Regions from separate parts of the Zea mays genome. Here region 1 is linked to region 2. Evidence: chromatin contacts called from public Hi-C data. All regions are on one chromosome and are shown on one strand. Each heading gives the region's core, a stretch centred on a gene start, on an enhancer-like site or on the middle of the called end of the contact. The rest is flanking DNA. Distances are from core to core; before and after follow the strand shown. Region 1 overlaps LOC100284888. Region 2 holds the start of LOC109943145.

Region 1 (3,443 bases), core at 801-3,300, 330 kb after region 2:
GCTTGGGATGATGTATTAATGGGCTGGTGCATTGTATAGTGTGATGGGAAGTGTTGCTGGGACAGGTGAGGATTTAGGTAACAATCCTCCTCAAACAACCATGTGTCGGACCTTCCGTCGCTGTATGCGGATGGTCCGACTGGGTAGTTTAGGGCTTGCATAGCATGTGGTGGCTTGGACGCATATCTCGGTAACTCATTAAAAATGGGACCGGTCGTTGCTGACCCGAACGGTCCACGCTCACGTGCAGACGGTCTGGACATGCGCAGATCGGCTAATTTATCGCTGATGTGTGTAGGAGGTTGTGGTTGCTCAAGGTATGTATCAATCGGCATTCCATAAAGGGCTTGTCACTAGTCGTGACAACCTGTAGCCGATGAATTACGCGTGTTTCCCCCCAATTTAACCTCGTGCGAAGGAAAATTTGCAACAGTAGATTTATCAAACGCACGTACTAGCCTTCTATAATCTTTTTGCATGCCCCCTACGATATTTTGCATTTGGTCTCGCTACTCATCTATATAATTTTTAAGAGATTGGAGCTCGTTTGTGTCGCTCACCTCGGGGGTAGTCGTGGTAGGTTGGAGCGAAGCGAGATCTGTCGCCCGTTGCCGAACGACCTTTTTGTTCCTGTCCACCTTGAAGTTGGCCAGGAACTTCGCCTTTTCTTCTTGGATCAGCTGCTCCTTGTGCTACTCGAACTGGAGTTGTTCATGTGCCGCAAGGTTTCCCAAGTCGGTTGTATGATATTGCTGGAGGACACGTCAGAGTTATCCCTTGAATTGACCATTAAGGGCTGATCTGATAGGTCTATATGTGTTGTCCTCAGCGAAGTCGCAAAAAAAGTGTGTTCGCGTCGATTCGAGCGCTAATCACTGCGTTGAGAACCGGCTGCGGTGCTCTCTACACAGGCGTGGACGGTCCGCGGCCAGGGGCCGGACGGTCCACGACCTGGCACAGGGCTCGGGTTCCCTGCCTGACGGGTCGGACGGTCCGCGTGTGCCCAGGGGCGGCGGAGTTCACCGGCAACGCCTAGATCTCGCTCCCAAGAGGGACTCCGTCGGGGTAGAGAGATCCTATGCTTCGTCTAGGGTCGGTAGGCCACCCTAGACACCTCTAATCGACGTAGAGCCGAAGCGAAGAATTTAGGGTGGGGAAAGGCTAATCTAGAGCTAAACTAGAACTGCTCCTAATGCCTAAGGTAAAAACGAGATATAAACTGATTATTGATTCGATTGTTGATGATTAATCGATCGTAGTCCTCTATGTATATATAGAGGGGAGGTCTGGACCCGTTACAATCTATATTCTGAGCTAAATCTGCGGTTCTCGCTAACAAATCCCGCAAGAAACTCGGAACTCTAACTAATTCTGACCGCGTGGACCGTCCGCACCACCGCGGACCGTCCAGCCCAGGGGCGGACCGTCCAGCCCAGGGGCGGACCGTCCAGCAGGCCCTTTTAGTGTTCAACACACTTACACACACGATGCAAGGTGTTGTTTAAAACATGTAGCATTGCCTCTTCCACTTTTTATTACAACACTTGAACTTGAATCTAGGATATATATTGTACTCGTGCTCCCAAACCAGATTGATCTGATCCGACATTCCTGAAAATACCAATAACATGAGCTATGAGCTATTATTGCAAGTATTGTTAGTCGTTATTGCAAGTAGCAGTAATTACCAATGCTAATATATAAAATTTCAAAGTGTAAAGGGGAAATCCCCAAGCCCTGGCTACGACACGAGCGTCGGCTTGTCAGGTACTGGGGCTGATTAATCGGCTTCAACGGGTGGCTAATCAGCGCAAGGAACCGATTAGCCAGCTCAAACCGGTGGCTGGGCTCGGCAGTGTCCAACTATTGCAACTAACTGCTAGCCAAGATCTATGGTCGATTTATCGGACGATTTTTCGCGTGGACGAGGTGGCTTACTGTCTAGATTGAGCAGGAGACGAACCGGTCGATTTGTTTGCCTTATCGGCCGGCTAGTAGACACGCCGTTGAGGAATCGGATAAGTAGTGACGCGACGCAGACTCGATAGGGGAGGAGGAGAGGAAGCGAGTGAGAGAGTTGGCCGGCAGTTAGGGTTGTGTGTGGGGTTATTGGGCCATATAAGAGACCGACCCAAATAGTGGTTTTTCTTTTTTTTTATTTTTCCAAAACTTATTTGATTCTTAGTTTGAAACCAGTTGCATGTTTTCAAATTTGGTTTTAGTGGAAAGTCATCAAATAATCCATAGTATTTATAGGAAAATTGGCATCAATTTCTTTTTCAAAAATTTTGAAGTCTCCAAAATTCAAACTCGTAAATCGGCGTTACCGATCAACGATGATTATTGATTATCTGTAAGCCGGATTAATCAACCGGTTTGGTGAACCTTGGTTGTGATATGCGAGAACTGCTTCAAGAATTTGTTCTACCGTTGTACCAGTTTGGTTGAGATTCTACATTTTTGGCGTTTCAGAAAGCTAAATCAAACACTGTTACCGATCGACGATGATTACCGATTATCTGTAAGCCAGATTAATCAACCGGTTTGGTGAACCTTGGCTGTGATATGCGAGAACTGCTTCAGGAATTTATTCTACCGCCAGTTTGGTTGAGATTTTATATTTTTGGCGGTTCAGAAAGCTGAATCAAACACCCTCGGTGTGAGCATCAGTTGTTCCCTTTTATGTCTGCTCATGTCTCTCTCCACATGCGGTTGGTATAGAAATAAGGAGCAGTGTAAATATAACCCCACATCCTCTTGCTTCTATATTATATATATAGGGGGCACAGCACCACGATTCGTCTCAGTTTCATAAACCCGAGTGACATAGAAGAAAGATGAGTTGGTGCGAGGAATGGTCACATGGACTACATTACCAATTTTGTAGACAATTGGGGAATTGGAGACACCAGGAGCACAAAATCAAGTAGCAGTTGTGTGTAATGTACAGCAAAGCGAGACAAATTGTCTACACTCAATAGTAGATTAATTGGGACGTTGTTATGCTTTGCACTATGGTATTGTCATCTGATTAGTAAAGGAAGATTGGGTTCCTAGTAGCCATTGCAAAAGAAACAATATGTACATTCAGGTGTTAGAAAATCAAGGGATACACAACATGTGCAATGGTAAGTTCTTTCAAGAACAAAGCTACTGACTAGTAACTAATTGTAACAAGTGCCAACTACAAAGAATTCAACAAAATTATGTGCAGAAAGAAAGCGAGGAAATGATACACGATTGATAATGTTGGGGGTAGATGAAAACCGGAGCAAATTGATGAGAACAGAAGGCAAAACAAATAATAATTGATAACTTTAAGGATTGATGAAGAAAATTGGGGCAAATTGATGGGGAAAAAAAGAAGACTATTGCAAAAACAACAAGCTAACAATATATTTACCCTCGGATCATGACTTCCAAACTGGTGAAGGCTAAAATGA
Region 2 (3,366 bases), core at 416-2,915:
TTCACGCATTGGTTACCCTGGTTGTATGCATATGAGATAGACTGTCCGATGGGGGGCGGATCCTCGTGTAGGGGATGGGAGGGATCGAAGGACGAGTAAAGATCTGGCCGAACGGACCCTCATACTGCACGAGGGGCAACTTTCGTGACCTTTCTCGGTCGGGGTTCCGATTGAACTTTTTCTTAATATAAACCCGTGGGAGCGGTATTTCCCCCGAGTTTTTTTACAATCCCTGGAGAGTATTTTTGTCTTCTCACTCAAAAGACATGTTCTACGGTCTCTCGTGAGCTCCCTCGTCTTTTTGACATTTGTAGTTAGCCCAAGTTTTATCCAAACGCTACTCTCCGAAGATGGCTTAGATGATGTGACAAGCTTCTCTTCATTCGTGCTGCTGAAATCTTACTTCTTCGCCAAACTTGCCGAAGCAGACGACCAAAGCTTGTACCATTTGGTTCCTGAAACAGACTCAAGACACTGGGATCTGCTACTTGAGGACCTTTGGCAAAGACTTCTCCCCAACAAAAATATTAAAATTATGAAAGTTTATGATTTTTTTTAAAAAATTATTTTTAAGACTTCGCAAACAACCTTGGATGGAGGGACACCTTAAACAAATGTTATAATGCTAGACTACATCTACAACTTTGCAGTTTAGACGATTTTCATTTAAAATTGTTTAGGGGGCGAGATAGATTCGCTAAAGTTGTTAATACTAGAGCAAATGTTAACGCAAGCTTGTGCGAGGCTTGAGATCTTAAGTTCGCACACACAACACGCATGTTTCACAAAAGAAATAGAAAAAAATGCATGGTTTCACGCTTGTGCCAGCGCTCCGCATAATAATGGCTGGAGCACATCGTGTGGGCTTGATGGGTTTTTGATATGGCACTCATCAGCACAGAGGATGGCTTCATCATGTGGGATGATACACAGTAATTAATTAACCAATGTGTACGATGAAATCATGGTAGGATTATTTGCTACCCTCCCTGTTGTTTCTCTTGAGGAGTAGGTGAAACCATTATGAAGGGCTGCCATGGAAAAATAAATACGTATCACGTCCTGATATATACTTGAACAGAACATGACAAGCTTGCTCGTTCATGTCTCCGTTGTGTACTCATAACAGATGGAACCTGTTTGAGGAGAGGAGAAGAGAAGAAATAATAGAATAGGAATGGGCCACGTCATATACTTCGGCAGACACAAGAACTCCTTGGAATTAGAGACGTCAGGAATCGAGATAAAGCTACACAAGAGTACACTGCTACCACATTTGTACCACTACCCACTTAAGATTAGGCTGGATCCAATGGAGATGGCACGGGCTGTAGAGGGCCGGTCGCTACCAATCGATCCGGTTTCAGTAAGGGCCAGTTTAGCGAGTCTATTAATGGGTCTACTGATCGGTCGGCTCGATCGATATCGATCATGTTAAAAACAAACCAATCGATATCGACCACTGCATTAGAGAAACTGGTCGGTACCAAGCTAACTCGGTTGGTAACACTAGTCAGTAATGACAATTTTTAGTGATATGTTATGTTCTGATTGGTCTACCCGTGCGCCACATTAGCTAGCTGTTTTTATTAACTATTTGAAGTCTACAGATATTTAAAATTCAAAAAAAAAACTATACTTTTGTTTATAAATTAGATTTTATTTATGGATTATGTAATTTTAATTTGGGTAATTGGTGCCATTGCCCCTGTTCTGGGTTCCAAATGTCTATTTGCCCTTGTGGTTTCGCCGTTTACACGTTTGCCCCTAACAGAGTTCTCCGTCTGCCCTTCTGTTACGTTCCGTTGCAATTTTCGAAATAACAAAAGAAATAATTACTGTAGAGACAAACATGCCCTTTACTTCCCAACCATACCTTGGGATGGCTCCCTGGCGGCGTCGGGCTAGCGGAGAGGCTGCGCGGTGGGGCGACCTTGAGCACGAGGCGGCGGCGACTCGAGATGCTGCATGGGCAGCCATGCTCGCGCGCGGGCGGCTGCTGGTTCCAGCGCGGGCAGGATCGCGTGGGCAGCCGGGATCCTGCGCGGACGGCTGCTGGTGGTACAGCGCGGGCAGGAGGCGGTCGCTGCTGGTTCCAACGTGGGCAGGTCGGCAAGAGGCAATGACCTTGAGCGCGACGCAGCAGGGCTCCACGGGCGGTGGCAACCTGCTCCACGCGACAACCTTGTCCACGCGGGTGGCCAACGGCTCCAAGGCGACGAGCAGATCCAAGGCGTGTGGCAGTGGCAGCGAGTGGTCCCTGAGCTGACATTGCGGAGTGCCGGGCAACGCCATGGAGAGCAGCAGGTATTGACATTGCAGAGTGCTACTTTGGTCAATTTGTCGTGTACTTTAACATGTTGTATATGTCGATTTGATGCATCCTTAACATGCCTTCTAGGTGGATCTGGTCCTATACATTTGGATTTGGATTTGGATTTGTTCATATGCTCATTAGGTATTAACCTTGTGTTGTGTAGGTAACAGCGCACTCCCTGCAACCTATTAACTTTAGAGCCTCATCGTAGTGCATGCTTTCAACAACTTGATACAGCCTCTCAACGTAGTGCTAGCGTTCAACCTGCTGAGTCACTTGAGGTGGCTAGTGATAGCAGTTATGACTCAGATGCTGCTGCTTCTGACATTAACTCTAAAATGGATGAGTCTAACTATGATGGTGATGATGTAATAAGCCTTGATGATGACGAGGACATTGAACCTACATTTTGTTATGATGTTGATCACCCATGTGTGTTGATGAAGGTGTGATCTATCCTGACGTAAATGCAGTCAAATCTGCATTAACACATCATTCAATCACAACTGACTATCATTTCCAGGCTATGAAGAAATACAGGAGCAGATTTAGAGCTAAGGTCGATATTGGACTCAGTTTCCAACAATGGCATTCAAGCATCAATGGGCAAAGGTCGATATTGGATACACACTTAAGAAGCCAAAGTTGATAGGTGTATCACGCAGTTCTAGCCGGGCGTGTCTCAGCAACAACGCCTCATGTCTGCTCTAGCTAGAAGAACTCCTTTAGAAAAGGGAACGTGCACCATGGACTAAGAAACCCCCTTGCAGTGTGTTTTTGTTTTCCTAACACTCATCCTATTCAATAGAAAAAACATTAAAGGTGCCGGCGTCTCGGACCCCGGGGGACCCTCGACCGGGCCGACCAGTGAATTTATCGCCGCGTGCCCCTGTCTAGATGGGTTGGCGCAAGATGGAACAGAAGGGGAAAATGTATTATCTCGCGCCGGGGGGTGCTCGTAGTAGGGGTTACAAGCGTTCGCGAGGGAGAGAGAGTGAGCCTGTTCGTTTGCTCGTCCCTCCGCGCGACCCCCTTCAGAAAGGCCCTGG

The links. A called contact is a pair of places that touch in the nucleus more often than the background predicts.
Region 1: a contact with region 2 is called in a Hi-C map of ear, with 1.9 times the contacts expected there. The contact joins the enhancer-like site here to the promoter of LOC109943145 in region 2. A contact is called at or near these places in 3 of 25 Hi-C or Micro-C datasets (ear and leaf).

What each region holds. Positions count from the first base shown.
Region 1 is chr10:83,743,076-83,746,518 of Zm-B73-REFERENCE-NAM-5.0, forward strand. LOC100284888 reads right to left here. Exons shown (of 3, transcript NM_001157783.2): 3 at 3,304-3,443. Among protein-coding and RNA genes, the nearest start is that of LOC100284888, 4.7 kb to the right of the region's middle. Within about 2 kb of position 2,051, at least 18 of the 20 cell types and tissues checked have an H3K27ac peak or open chromatin away from gene starts, as enhancers often do. A contact at or near this core is called in ear and leaf, where this site is marked.
Region 2 is chr10:83,415,808-83,419,173 of Zm-B73-REFERENCE-NAM-5.0, forward strand. LOC109943145 reads left to right here and starts at 1,666. Exons shown (of 2, transcript XM_020545999.2): 1 at 1,666-2,307; 2 at 2,481-2,742. The coding sequence starts at 1,969. The coding sequence ends at 2,528.